3 separate regions of the Mus musculus genome follow, and all the other regions are linked to region 1. Evidence: chromatin contacts called from public HiChIP or PLAC-seq and promoter capture Hi-C data. All regions are on one chromosome and are shown on one strand. Each heading gives the region's core, a stretch centred on a gene start, on an enhancer-like site or on the middle of the called end of the contact. The rest is flanking DNA. Distances are from core to core; before and after follow the strand shown. Region 1 holds the start of Trerf1 (transcriptional regulating factor 1). Region 2 has its middle 44 kb from the start of Ubr2. Region 3 holds the start of Mrps10 (mitochondrial ribosomal protein S10).

Evidence for each region. HiChIP or PLAC-seq counts read pairs in DNA pulled down with a chosen protein or histone mark. Capture Hi-C pulls out chosen DNA fragments and counts their contacts.
Region 2: a contact with region 1 is called in an H3K4me3 HiChIP or PLAC-seq map of bone marrow-derived macrophages, with 4 times the contacts expected there. The contact joins the enhancer-like site here to the promoter of Trerf1 in region 1. A contact is called at or near these places in 8 of 484 Hi-C or Micro-C datasets (the BV-2 cell line, embryonic fibroblasts, embryonic stem cells and 2 more) and 4 of 115 datasets of contacts at active chromatin or transcription factors (bone marrow-derived macrophages, microglia and stem cell-derived neural progenitor cells).
Region 3: a contact with region 1 is called in a promoter capture Hi-C map of adipose tissue, with 2.3 times the contacts expected there. The contact joins the promoter of Mrps10 here to the promoter of Trerf1 in region 1. A contact is called at or near these places in 1 of 15 datasets of contacts at CTCF or cohesin (the NIH/3T3 cell line), 1 of 484 Hi-C or Micro-C datasets (nephron progenitors), 6 of 115 datasets of contacts at active chromatin or transcription factors (the SCID.adh cell line, bone marrow-derived macrophages and embryonic stem cells) and 3 of 9 other capture datasets (adipose tissue, embryonic stem cells and pancreatic islet).

Annotation. Positions count from the first base shown.
Region 1 is chr17:47,227,471-47,232,291 of GRCm38.p6, forward strand. It overlaps Trerf1 (transcriptional regulating factor 1), which reads left to right and starts at 2,760. Exons shown (of 17, transcript NM_172622.3): 1 at 2,760-2,846.
Region 2 is chr17:47,052,434-47,057,254 of GRCm38.p6, forward strand. No RefSeq gene overlaps it. Among named protein-coding and RNA genes, the nearest start is that of Ubr2, 44 kb to the left of the region's middle. Within about 2 kb of position 2,413, at least 59 of the 459 cell types and tissues checked have an H3K27ac peak or open chromatin away from gene starts, as enhancers often do. A contact at or near this core is called in bone marrow-derived macrophages, microglia and myeloid progenitors, where this site is marked.
Region 3 is chr17:47,366,225-47,371,045 of GRCm38.p6, forward strand. It overlaps Mrps10 (mitochondrial ribosomal protein S10), which reads left to right and starts at 2,663. Exons shown (of 7, transcript NM_001146212.1): 1 at 2,663-2,730. The coding sequence starts at 2,683.

The sequences.
Region 1 (4,821 bases), core at 1,510-4,009:
CACACACACACACACACACACACACACACACACACACACACACACACACAGATCCAAAGGCAGGTCGCTCTCTCCCCAGCCCCAATCATGTTGATTTTTTTTTTTTTTTTTTTTGGTTTTTCGAGACAGGGTTTCTCTGTGTAGCCCTGGCTGTCCTTGAACTCACTCAGTAGACCAGGCTGGCCTCGAACTCAGAAATCCGCCTGCCTCTGCTCCCGAGTGCTGGGATTAAAAGGCATGTGCCACCATGCCCGGCTACATTGAATTTTAAGAATGAAAATGCTGAGGGCTTAAACCAGGAAGGTTTAAATCCAGTGGGGGTTCATCAACTGCCTAAAAGACTCTAAGCAAGTTACTTTAAAACTCATTTTTGCCCTCTGTGAAAAATGCTTCATAGGACACTTGTGTGAAGACTTCAACTTCTGACAGACCCAGCTCTTAGGTAGATATTTTAAAAACAAACAAACAAAAAATACGTGTGTTATCTCTTATAATAGCGTCATGGCTTTTGTAAGCAGCTGGAACCAGGGACTGGGACGTGAGACTTTCCTGTCAGAATCTTGGAGAAGTGCAGTTTCCTGGCCTGACAGATGCTGTCTGCAGCCCCTCCCATTTTATTTGTGGAGCACTGACGGTCGACCCGACCTGCTCAGAACCCCATAGCAGTACAAGTCACATCCCTATCAAACCAAAACCATCGTTTCTGGCTGAAACCGGGCCGGAGAGTTGCAGGGCCAGAGTCTCTCTCCAGTTAGGGACAGGGCTATGACAGAAGAAGGCCCGCTTTTAAGGGTAGGCCTGAGCTTGAGGAATACCAGGCTGAGAGGTAGGCCACGTCACCTCCACCTTCAGTGAACTTGCCCTGTCTGCTAACTTCACTTCAGACAGCCTGGCTCCATTGGCTCATAGGAAGCCTGCCAGCCAGGAGCCCCTTGTACCTGTCTTATCGCCTCCTTCTGCACTCTGGTCTCCTACTCTGGGGAGAAATGGCCCTCTTCCTACATAGAACTCTTTCCCATGCACCGATTCCTTGACCTACTATGCGCCTGGAACCTTATCCCGTGCATCTCACAGCAGGCAGGGTTAACTCAGCCCTCGTCTGGACAGGTAGACCAGTATCTCCTGGCTTTGTTCCTTTGCTATTGACCATGAGAGGTGGGTCTGGCCCAGAATAGGCTCTCGGTAGAGTGTGCGGCAGGCAGGTGGCTCCTGCCTTCTGTGGAAACTGTCCCTCCAAGGCCTCCCTCCCTGGGGCCTCTCTGTTGCACACTGATAGAACATCAGTTCTTTTTGTGTGTGTGTGGTTTTTCGAGACAGGGTTTCTCTGTATAGCCCTGGCTGACCTGAAACTCACTCTGTAGACCAGGCTGGCCTCGAACTCAGAAATCCGCCTGCCTCTACCTCCCGAGTACTGGGATTAAAGGCGTGCGCCACTACTTCTTATCATTCTGAAACCCACTACTTTTGACACTGGCAACAACTTCCTTCTTTGTAGTTCTTTTTCTCTTCCTTCCTTTGATCCACGATAAATCTTTCGACTGTTCCCCCCACCCCCACCCCACCCCCGGCACCTACAATGTGCCACGCTCTGTATTTCCACAACACAAGGCTCCGACAGCATCAGTGAGCTGGTCACTGCACTGAGTATGTGCCGCTAGCTACTGAAGTCAGAGTGGCTGCAGAGGTGGTAAGAAATGACCCGACTTCAGAAGTGCTTTACAGTTAATACTGACGTCATTCACTGGAGGATTAGGTGTGGAACATGAAGGGAAGAAGAACCTAGGCTGGGTGACTCTGGGTGTTGCAGGATATTTGATCACATTATAAACCCTGAGGTGATCATACTGTGAACAATGGGGTTATGTTATTTACTGAAGTGGGGGGGGCTGTTTCTAGTTGTGGGGTGGCTCAGCAGACACACCCTTAGCACACAGCTTTAATCCCCAACAATGAACGTAAAGTTAGTTTGTCGAAGGAAGCAGCCATGTTTAAAAGTGATGTCTGATTGAGTGGCAGACAAAGTGACTAATCAGAGAAAGATTTGACAGAATAGGATCGGCCCAAGTTTCCCAAGAAGAGAGAGCGGTGCAGAGGAGGCAGTTTTAATGGGTGGTTTGTTCAGAGACAGGTTGCAGAGAGAGAACAAGCTAGACCCAGGTAAAGACAGAAAGAGCCAGAGAGTGAGAAGGAGCCAGAAGATTAGAACATAACTGTCAGAGTTAGTTTGAGGCCAAGCAGAGCAATTCAGGAGAAGCTGAGAGAAGCCAGACAGAATCAGTCAGCCTGGAGAGGAGTTTGAGCCAGAACAGCTCAGCCAGCAGAGCTCAGAAAGCCCTGGAAAGGGTAAGCTTACTCAGCAGTCAGTCTCAGAGGCTGAAGACACTCTAGGTTTAGATAATATTTTACAGAGGCTAGAAGCTTCCAGAGCTAGGCCTGGGTTAGCAGACTGAGGCAGTGAGCCTCTGGGACGACAATTACTCAAGGAAAAAAAAAAAAAACTCTGACAAGTGGCTTTGTTCCACACCTATCCGGCTACATGCTGTCTCACCAGAGGCCCAATCAAACATCCCAATCCCCAGCTCGACTCTCCTAAGTCCTGGCCTATCCCAGACCCCTTCCTCAGCAATGGCTCTGGGGCCTCTCAGAATGGCCCACCCAAGCTAACCCTGGCTTCCTCCCCAGCCCCAGCCTCATGTTGGCTACCTGTACCCTCGTCCGAGCCAGGTTTCCTAAATATGTTGTTTGGGTTGCTTCTACAGGCTCCAGCTCCAGAGGTCAGTGAAGGAGGAAGACACGGGAGCAAGACTACCCTGAAGGGCTCACCAGCGGTCTCAACCCTGAAACAGGTAACTCCTCTCAGGTTCTTGCAGTCAGAGCATGTGATTGTTGGCCAGGGAGGGGCCTGTGGTTGTCCATCTAATGCCTGCTGTTGTGGGAAGCACCTAGGAAAAGCAGAAGGGCTGTTGTGATCCTGGATTCCCACAGGTTTTGGGAAAATCATCTCTAGGAAATGGGCAGCGAACACACATGTGGGTTTTTAGCATTATCCGGAGTAGGGCAGATACTGTCTGTGTTTTCAGAGCTATAAAAAGTTATTTGTGGACTGAGTGGGGCATTTGGGAGGCACCGTGTGGACTGGGGTATGTGTTAATGGGGAGTTGTAGTTTTGGTGAGTATGCTGTAAGAATTTATTTTTGAGCCGGGCGTGGTGGTGCATGCCTTTAATCCCAGCACTCGGGAGGCAGAGGCAGGTGGATTTCTGAGTTCGAGGCCAGCCTGGTCTACAGAGTGAGTTCCAGGACAGCCAGGGCTATACCGAGAAACCCTATCTCGGAAAAAAAAAAAAAAAAAAAAAGAATTTATTTTTATCTATGTGTCAACTTATGTGTGTGGATTTGCGCACATGATTGTAGTACCCATAGCTGCCAGAAGAGGGTGCTGGATCCTCTAGAGCCAGTTCTGGGCAGCTGTGGTGTGAGTTCTGAGAGCCAAACTCTGGCCCTCTGCTAAGGCAATACATGCTCTTAACCTGCCGAACCACTTCTCCATGCCCTGCCGGTCAATCATGGCCGTCAGCTCGATGGCCGTGTAGAATCAGCTTGAAGACTCTTGTGTGAATGCTGGCGAAGACATTTCCTGAGAGGTATATCTGAGAAGGGAAGATTCAGCTTGACTGTGGGTGGTGCCATCTCAGAGCTGTGCTACCAGGCTGAATGAAAAAGAAGAAAAGGAGCTGCGTGCACGTGGTGGCCCCATCTTGGCACTTGGTGGTGGAGGCAGGAGGATCAGAGTTCAAGGTCATCCTCCGGTTTCATCGTGAGTTCAAGGCCAGCCTGGACTTTAGGAGACCCTTTCTGAGCTGGGAGAACAGAGATGGGGGGCCACATTGGAATTCATCACATTCTGTTCCCTGACTGGGTCTACAGTGTGGCCAGCTATATCACGCTCCCCGAACCGTGAGTCCCAGAGGGTCTGAACATCTCTAGTGTTTGTCATCTTTGGCTAGGAGACATTGCTTTCTCCCTCTAGAGAACAGGCACATGGCTATCATTCTTTGCTTGGCCTTTCAGAGGATCTCCCAGAAGGGTCTTATGTACAAGCAGAACCTTCAACTTTAGAAGATTTCTTTATTTTCTGTGTATAGGTATTTTGCCTCAGATCCCCTGGACCTGACGTTACAGGGGGCTGTGAGCCACCATGCTGTGTGCCGGGAACCAAGCCCAAGTCCTGTGCAGAAACAGCAGATGCTCTTAATCTCTGGGCCGCCTCTCCACTTCCACCTTTAACTTTAAGCTATACTCCTGGCTTAGCAAGAGGCAACGGTTCTTTACCACATCCTCAGAGTCGGCGCTTTGTTTGCTGCTGTTTTGTTTTGTTGTTTGAGACAAGGTCCTTGTAGCTCAAATTCCCCATGTAGTAAGGATGCCCTTGAACTTCCTCTGCCTCCCAAGTGCTTCTACCATGCCACCAACTCTAGTTTATATGGTGCTAGGGAACAAGCCGTGGATTTGGGAATTCTATGTGATTATTCTTATCTACCAACTGAGACCCCTTAGATGTTCCTTTTGACGGACTCAGCTGCTTACATTATTTCTCTTATACTGTGACTGATTTTGATCGAATATTTATGCTGTTGTGTCCAGGGGTTCTATCATGTAGCAAGTGCTGGATAATGGTGTAATGGCAAGGCAAGGAAAATCTAGTAAGGGAGACTTGAGGCATCCCCCGCCAGCAAGGGCATGAGACTGTTTCCAGACCTGGTCCGAAAGGAAGAGAGTACAGAGGGTCTGAATGGGAACCCTAGGTCAAGGGGCTCCACAG
Region 2 (4,821 bases), core at 1,163-3,662, 180 kb before region 1:
GGCAGACAGAACCTGTTTGAGGGAATGATAACCCTTAGTCCCCAGGAGAAATTGCTCATAGTGCAGGCAAATTGGGAAACCCAGCATGCACTACCATTTAAAAACTTTTATGTAAGAGTTAGATAGATCCTATGAGAACACCAGGGGACTTGATTTTTTACCCTCAATGAATCAACATTGGCCGAAGCTTTTTGGAGAAGGCAATATAATTACAGAAGGTATTCTGGGAATGGCCACTCTAACTCAGAAGCTCTGCTAAACCTGTTGGGCACGCAAAAGGGGTCCTTGTGGCAATCTTACCCTGTAGACCTCACTATGGTTCCTATTTTCAGATGAAAATGAACAGCTGGAGAAAGGAAAGAAAAGAGCTGAAAAAGAAAGCATTTGAATCCAGGCAACCAAACTCTAGAACCTGCTGTCTGTCTGTCTATCTATCTATCTATCTATCTATCTATCTATCTATCTATCTATCTATCAATTATCTATCTATCTATCTATCTATCTATCAATTATCTATCTATCTATCTATCTATCTATCTATCTATCTATCTATCTATCTATCTATAAACAGGGTCTCACTATTAGCTCTGGCTATCCTGGAATTCACTATGTAGACCTGACTGCCCTCAAACCTACCAAACCTGTCTCTGCCTCCCCAGTGCTGATATTAAAGATGTGTGCCACCATGCCAGGCTTCAGGATCTGCCTCTTAATCTCTAAATGTGTCAGCTAAAAATAAATTTAGGAGACATGGCTCTTAAGTCAAGGGCACCTCCTGCTCATGCAGGGGACAGCCAGAGTTTGGTTCCCAGCACCCACATGTGGCAACTCACAAAGTGCCTGTAATGCCAGCTCCAGGGGATCTGATGCTCTCCTTTGGTCTCTGGGGGCACCTGCATATACACAGGAACATGCACACTCACATACACATAAATAAAATAATAAATCTTCAAAAGAATAGATGTAGACACTGTCCTTTCAGTTATATTTATTGAAGGGAGGGCTAAGGCAAGTTCATAACTCAGAACCCAGTGAACCCTAGAGGGACTGTTGTACCCTTATTTTGACTGTCAGTTTAAGGAAACAGTATGTATCTTAGCTTCTTTTCCTGTTGCTGTTGTTAAATACTCTAACAAAAGCAACTTAAGGGAGAAAGGTTTACTCAGACTCACAGCTCAAGTTACAGACTGCCATGGAGCAGGAGGAGTGGGGGAAGCCAAGGCACCTGGAGCTCGGAGGAGCTGGCTGCATCCCATGCACAGCGGAGAAGCAGTGTGTGTGTATGCTGGCCACGACTTAGCTCACTGTTCTCCGCTCTGTGTAGTCCAGGATCCGCTGCCTAGGGAACACTCCCACCCATGGTTAGGAAGAGTCTTCTCACATTAACTCAATCAAGCCCGCCCTTGACAGGCATGGCCAGAATTCCATCTCCCAGATAAGACTAGGTTCTGGTGAGCTGGCATCTGATGCTGATATAGATACTATTTATTGAGGCGGAAAAAGTTTTCAGCAAATGTTATGTTAAAACAATATATTAAGGTGGGGTAGGGTGATGCAGGCTTCCAGAACTTGAGAGGTGGAGACAGAAGGATGAGGAGTTCAAGGTTAACTTCAGCTACTGTGCAAGTTTGAGGGCAGGCAGACCTATAGGAGACTGTGTTTCAACTAACTAAATAAGTATGTAACTAACCAACTAACTAACCAACTAACTAACAAACCAACTAACTAACCAACCAACCAACCAACTCAGTTAGAAAAGGCATTTAGCAAGCCAGGCATAATGTCACATGTTTGTAACCCTAGCTTGAGAGACAGACCGGAAGAGAGTTAAGGCCGATTAGTTGCATAGTGAGTTTGAGGCCAGACTGTATCACTTTGAGATCCTGTTTCAAGACAAAATGAAACAATCACACAAACAAACAAACAAACAAACAAGCAATCAAACAAACAAACAACCCCCACCCCACCCCGCCCACCATCCAAAAATGACATTTGGAGTCGAATGTGGTGATGCACGCCAGAATGCCAGCGTTTGGAAGGCTGAGCTGGGACGATCTCAGATGCCATGCCAGTCTGGTTGGCTAGTACTGTGGAACCCTTATACCTCACCCTTCCCAAAAGAAATCACACACAGTTGAACTTCCAGAGACAAAGTCAGTGGCTCCCTATGAGCGGGACAGAACACAGAAACGTCAACAGCCAGTTAAATCGAGAGCAATTGCAGGAACTTTTGCTTTCGTCGTTACATTTTTCTTCATGATCTAATTTTATCCCAATGCATATTGGGGGTAGTATTTTTTTTTAAAGAAATGCAAAGTTAGATATTTCAGGAAACGAAAGAACAATGCGCAGTCTGAACTGGCAGGAACCGGTGGGAGCCGCTTCTCTAGACTGCCCTGACACTAAAATTAGCACTGGCAGGCAGGCAGCTTAAGGAAAGGAGAACCAGGCTGGCTGTGTGTGATTTTTCACATGGTCTCATGAATGCCTTATTTATTTATTATTTATTTATGCGTCCATGAATGTGGCGGTCATAGGACAACTTGAGGGAGCCGGTTCTTTCTTTTCCACTCTGTGGGTCCTCAGAATCGAACTCAGGTTGTCAGGCTTGGTAGCAAGCACCTTTATCCACAGAACCATCTTGGTAGCCCTCTTTGAGGCTTTAGGACAGAGCCTCTTAGTGCATCTCTCCATTCCTAATTGTTCACTCTTGGAAACTCCAGAGCCGAGCGATACCCTGAGCCTTAGTCCCTAAGGAGATTTTCTGCTTGAAACCTGATTCTGGTTCCCAAGCCCGTGGTACCAGGACTCTATCTTGCCAGGCTGGGGGCTGGGTCTCTGCCCTACAGTGCCTCTCTGATTCCTGAAATCTGGAATCCCGGTCCATACCGGTCCTTCCAGTTCTTCAGTCTTGTCAAGTACCTCCACTCCTCTGCTAAAGCAGACTCCTTTCATTTCACATGCACTTGTGTATGTGCGGAGAGACATTCTTGTGCGCACAGAGTGCCCATGTGTAGGCCAGAGGCAGGTGTCAGGTACCCTCTTCAATTGCTTCTCCACCTTAAAAAAAATTTTTTTAAGATTTATTTTTATTATATGTAAGTACACTGTAGCTGTCTTCAGACACACCAGAAGAGGGAGTCAGATCTCATTATGGATGGTTGTGAGCCACCATGTGGTTGCTGGGATTTGAACTTTGGACCTTCAGAAGAGCAGTCGGGGGCTCTTACCCACTGAGCCATCTCACCGGCCCTTAAAAAATTTTAAATGCTTATTTATTCATTTATTTGGGGTGTGTGTGTGTGTGTGTGTGAGAGAGAGAGAGAGACAGAAAGAGAGAGAGAGAGCACAGGTGCAAACATACATACATACATACATACATACATACATACATACATACATACATGTTTGTAGACCTTGCATGCCACAGTGCACTAGGAGGCCAGAAGAGATTCCCCCATTGGGCTTCAGAGATTCAACTCATATTATCCCAGTTGGTGATGAACACCCTTATACACTGACCCATCCCACCAGCCTCTTACCTTATTATTCTTTCAGACAGAATCTTTAAATGAACCTGGGGCTCCCTGGCTAGCCTGGCTGGCCAGGGAGCCCCAGGGATCCTCCTGTCTCTGCCCAATCCCTGAGAGCCTGGAGCTATACCAGAGCCTTGGTTTTTATGTTTGTGACGAGAATCCGAACTCTGGTCCTCATGCCTGCATGGCATACACTTTCCAGAGCGAACCAACTCCCCAGTGCCTAATCCAACTTTTCTTCACGATTCTAGCACACCAGGGTTCCCTAGAGGACAATTCAGCACACACATCCACTCACAAGAGCATCGACTGTGACTCCACACACAGCCCGGCATCCCTGTGTGAACTGCACATGTCTCCCACACAGTCCGAAGAACCTGACAGCCACAGTGACTCCTTGGTCCCGTTTGCTTTGGACATCTCCCAGTTTAGTCTGAAAGTCCCACATCCAGAAAAACGATTTAGTTTTGGCAAGATGTAGGGCAGCTGAACTTGGTGGTATGTTTTTGTCACCCTAGCTGCTTGGGAGACTGAGACAAGATGATCACGTGAGCCTAGGAATCTGAGAGTGGCTTGGATGGCACAGTGTGGCCTTCTGGTGGCTTTAATGAGACCCCCCCCCCCCGACCCATGTATCTAAATACTTGGTTCTCTATTGGTGGAGGGAACTTTGGGAGGTGGAGCCTTGCAGAAGGAAGTACGTCATTGGGGGAGGGCTTGGAGAATTTATAGCCTCACTCCACTTCCTGCTTGCTCTTTCGGCTTCCAGTGTGCGATTAGGATGCGGTCTCAGGCTCCTCCCTCTCCATGCCATCCCCACCATTATGGGCATGGAGCTCTCTGGAACTCCTGGAAGCTTGAGGCAGGAGAAACTCTTCCATGAGTTGCCTTTGGTCATAGTATTTTATCCCAGCAACAGAAAAGTAACGGATACTGACCAACCCCATTACAAAACAAAAGACAAACCAAAGGCAAAGTCTAGCCTGGTGGCTCACACTCAGGAGGCTGAGGAGGGAGGTCAGGAATCTAACGCCAGCTAGGCAGCGCTGTAAGATGCTCTCAGAAACAATGAAACGGTGTGTGTGTGTGTGTGTGTGCGCAGGGGGTGGTGTTTGACAGAAAAATTGGAAGACTTTCAGATTACAGAACACTTACCCCCACATAAAACTTTTTGTTGTTGTTGTTGTTGTTTTTAAATCGCTATTGCTAGATAAGTCTGTGAAACTCCTAATGCACGATTGGCCAGCAGCATCATAATAAAGAAACAACCCTCACAATTTTGAGG
Region 3 (4,821 bases), core at 1,413-3,912, 140 kb after region 1:
CAGACTTTAAGTCAGTACAATATATTCCCTTAATATATAGAGACATTCCATAAGTTCTGTGACTCTAAAGAACCCTAACTAACACAACCGTCATCTGAGAAGAGGGACCCTCAATTAAGAAAATGCCTCCATAAGATTAAGAAAAATAGCCTATAAGACATTTTCTTGATTAGTGAGCAATGGGGAAGGGCCCAGCCCATTGTGGATGGGGCCACCCCTGTGCTGGCTGGTGGTCCTGGGTTCTATAAGAAAGCAGGCTAAAGAACAAACCAGTATGCTTGCATCCCATCAGGGCATCATAGCATCTGCATCAACCCCTACCTCCAGGTTCTTCCCTGCTTGAGTTCCTGCCCTGACTTCCTTTGATGATGAACAGTAATATGCAAGTGTAAGCCAAATAAACTTTTTCCCCCAAAGTTGCTTTGATCATGGTGTTCATCATGGCAATAGAAATCTTAACTAAGACCCTAACTTCTGCACTTGCCACTCAGGCATTACACTGAAATGTAGTTTTATGACTCATGACTTAGGAGAGGAAAACGAGGGGTTCTCAGAAAAGCACCACATTCAAGCATAAGATGTGGAGAAATCTAATGATGCAAACACAGCTTCAGTGGCCACAAGCAGCCCTGGAAGATCTGAATCTCAGCTGAGAGAATCCATGGAAACAAAGACCGGGGCCTTCAAGGAGAGGACATCTAGTAGTGAAGGCTGCTTAGAGCACACCTCTCTGGTTCCAATTAGCAGATCATGCTGCCAAGTCATAAAACCAAGTCAATCAAACTTTCTCTGTGAAGTGGGGTGGGCAGGAGGGTACCTAAAGTCTTCTCATCCAAAAGAGACATCAACACTGAACATCATCATAGACAGAAACAGCCCACTGTAAGAGTAGTACAGTCCTTGAACTAGGATTGTGAAGGTGGCTACGGGTTCAGCTGGACCTCACCATATGACGTTGGCCAAGTCAACTTGGCTCTGAACCTCACCTTAAAATTATGATACAATTACTTCTGTGAGCATAAGATTAGGTATCCTAAGTGAGAGTCATTCCCTAGTTAGGGGTGCAGTAGACTCCCTGAGCTGAGACCACCCAGAAGGACTGGAGGCTGGGTGAGAAGCCATCATGAAGGACCATACGGAGAGATGGATGCAAAGTCTAGAGGTAGTAAAGAGATTAAGGTTGGGGTACTGTCAGAACAGATCATTGGCTGAGAGGGGCCACCAGAGCTAATTCTGAGGACACTTCTGGGTTGCCTGTGCAGGTAGGGCATAGCCAAATCCAGCCACACACTAGTTAAAGATTCTGTTTCCATATAGAGATCACATATAGGCCCGCCTGAGGGGCAGGAAAGTGGTCCATATTCATAAATCTCTCATCAGTTGTGCCATCTGGACATTCTACCCTTTGCTTAGTTCTCTGGCCTGCCAAATAAGAATTAATGCCTGCTTGTGGGAGACCCAGCTTTACATTGGCATGATGGTTTATGGAGATATAGTATTGGCTAGTTTTGTGTGTCAACTTGACCCAAGCTGGAGTCACTGGAGAGGAAGGAGCCTCAGTTGAAGACATATCTCCATACGATCCAACTGTAAGGCATTTTCACAACTGCTGATCTGTGGGGGAGGGCCCAGCCTACTGTGGGTGCTGCCATTCCTGGGTTGGTAGTTCTGGGTTCTATTAGAAGGCAGATTGAGCAAGCCATGGGAAGCAAGCCAGTAAGCAGGACCCCTCCATGGCCTCTGCATCAGCTCCTGCCTCCAGATTCCAGCTCTGCTTGAGTTCCTGTCCTGACTTCCTCCAGTGATGGACTGTGATCTGGAAGTGCAAGCCAAATAAACCCTTTCCTCCCCAGCTTGCTTTTTGATCATGTTGTTTTGTAGCAGCAATAGAAACCCTTACTAAGACATATACTTTGTTTCATTCGCATTAAGTTGACCCTTATTCATTTTCCCAACAACCTCTTAAGGCCCAGGATGTAGAAGAGATGTCACAAATTCAGGATGACATTTATCATGTAGCATTTTAATCTCATTTAATCCTCTACTGCAAGTATGATTTGTTCTCATCTCTACTTGGCAAGTGAAAGAAAAAAAAAAAAAAAAAGGGGGTTCAAAGTACGGAAGAAATTTGATCAAGTCACCCACCTAAATAGAAACCAGAGCGCCTAAGTGTGGAGCTTCCATTATGCTAAATTGCATGGGAAGGCATTTTGAAAAACACAATTTAGAAAAATCCATTAACAAGCCTGGCATTCCGATGGTGTGAACAAAGTTTAAGAATGAAACGCCTTTTGCAATAAGGTAAAATGTTAGAATTTGGACTCAGTAGCAGCAGCAACTTCCTTCCCAAGTATTTCTGTTGTGTTTGTCTCTAAGCAAACAGAACCACCCAAGACAAATAGGATCTTAGGATAGACAGCGTATAGATAGAACCTGGGAGTTTATCCAGACGGCGGAAGCGACGCATCCACTCAAAACCTTAAATGAATGAGTGAATAATAAATAAGTAAATAAATAAGAAAATAGAAAATTTAAAATATAATTTTAAAAAAATTCAAGGAGCACCGTCTCTATGGTTGTTTCAGTGTCGGAACACAGGAGACACTCTTTCCTTTTCGAACTCTATGGTTCGCGAACAATGCTGTGACCCCGGAAGCGGTCCTGGGCGATCAGGGCACCAAGATGGCGGCGCGCGCAGCGTGTGTGGCTCTGTGCCGGCGCCTGCAGCAGGTAAAGGGGTGGGCGTGGGGTCCCGGCTGCCGACGGCGCCGTCATCGTCGAGTCTCGCTGCCACCCTCTGCCCGACCCGTACGGAGTCATCCTCCGTTGGAGGAAGTTATTAGAAAGTGACAAGAAAAGGGCAGGTTTTTCTCTCGAGGGACCCTACATAAATTGGCAAGACGGGAGCGAGAACCGTAAGACGTCAGAGCAGGAAGGATGAGGAAAACGCGTTCAGAGCCCTCCCTCCACGGTAGAGAGGGCCATGGAAACCGTGAGCTCAGAGAAGACAACGCTGGTCTCGGATTCTTAGGAACCGAGCCAGCAAACGCTGGGTCACATAAAGCCCCGGTGCAGCCCCACTGGGACGCCCTGCTCGCCTCCACGGCTGAGGAGGTGACCCGAGAGCTCCCAGGTCAGGGGAATGGGTCAGATCTCCCTCGAGAGGGTCTTTGAAAAAGGAAAACTTGCCTGGAGTTCGCATGGCATGAATCACAGCACTGGGGAAAGGAGGCAGGCGGACGAACTTCTGGGTTCGAAGACAGCCAGGTTATGTATTGAGATCCTATCACAAAAATAATTTAAATTAAAAACAAAAAAACCAGGCTGTTCTCAAGAACTTTGGTCTTGAAACTTTTGTGACTCTTCTCAATGGTCATTTAGTAGTTTTGAAAATAATGCTCAGAACTGGGTCAGATGGCTGACCCTGAAATAGCATTACTTGTAAAACCTGGCTTGCATATTGAGGCCCTGTCCCAAAATAAACGAATTCTTTAAAAAAGGAAGAGCTGACACTGTGGCTCGGTTGCTCAAGGGCCTAATGCCTAAAGCTGGCCCTGTCGGCCCCACAGCAGCATGTAACCCAGAGGTGGTGGCCCACACCTGTAATACCAGCCCTTGAGAGGCCAAAGCAAGAGGCGCACGCCTTTAATCCCAGCACTCGGGAGGCAGAGGCAGGCGGATTTCTGAGTTCAAGGCCAGCCTGGTCTACAAAGTGAGTTCCAGGACAGCCGGGGCTACACAGAGAAACCCTGTCTCGAAAAAAAAAAGGATCAAAGATTCCAAAAAGTTTGTTTTTCATACTAGAGATTGAACCCAGGGCCTTGCTTACACCAGACAAGGGTTCTGCCACTGAAGCCCATTTGTAGCCTTCTGTGGGACTCGAGTGGTCTGCTAGGGTTGCCGAGCCATCACTCCAGCCTCGATATCGTCCCAGGTTAGTTAACACTTTAGAAAGCCTGCTTTCCAAAGCAGAAGCAAATTTGAAGAAGAGTAAGCCTGGGACGCAGCCTTCCAGCAAAGGCAGCTTTTCTCTCGTTAGTTTTCGCATACCATCTTTTACTAGATGGTACAACCCACGCAGCTCTGGAAGACTCCACTGAACACCAAATGGAGAATGAGAGCAGAAAAGTCTTGAGTAATGTCATGGTGAGTTTTGGTTTCAGGCCTCCCGAGAGTATCTTAAGAATTCATGGGCAGCCCTGGCCCACACTTGTATAATCACTTACCTTAGGAAAAATATCAAGCCGGGCGTGGTGGTGGTGTACACCTTTAATCTCAGCACTTGAGAGGCAGAGGCAGGTGGATTTCTGAGCTCGAGGCCAGCCTGGTCTACAAAGTGAGTTCCAGGATAGCCAGGGCTATACAGAGAAACCCTTTCTCGAAAAACAAAACAAAAAAAGAAAAAAAAAATTGAGGGGCTAGGGCTGCAGTAGTTAAGAGCACTTGCACAAGTCTGGGGTTCGGGTGCCAGCACCAGGCTGTCAAGGGGAGGCTCCAGGGGCTCATGGGTCCGCTGAAGCTTTTGGCCTTCCAGACTAGCCAAGAAAAGTTGAGACTTGGGGCCAATGAGATCCTTCCTTAATGACACCCAACAGCTTCTAGCCTCCACACTCTCGTACATGCAGGTACATGCATGTAGAAACACTCACAGATGTAGACTTTTTTAAAAATTAGAATGCTAGAGACAGAGTTGTTTGCACTTGTGAGAAAAATTTTATCCAGCCAGATCTGTGCATGTCCAAGGCCTTAAAAAACAAAGCTGCACACGATGGTTCGCAGCCAGCACTTGGGAGGTGAAGTCAGACATAGCGGACGCTCAAG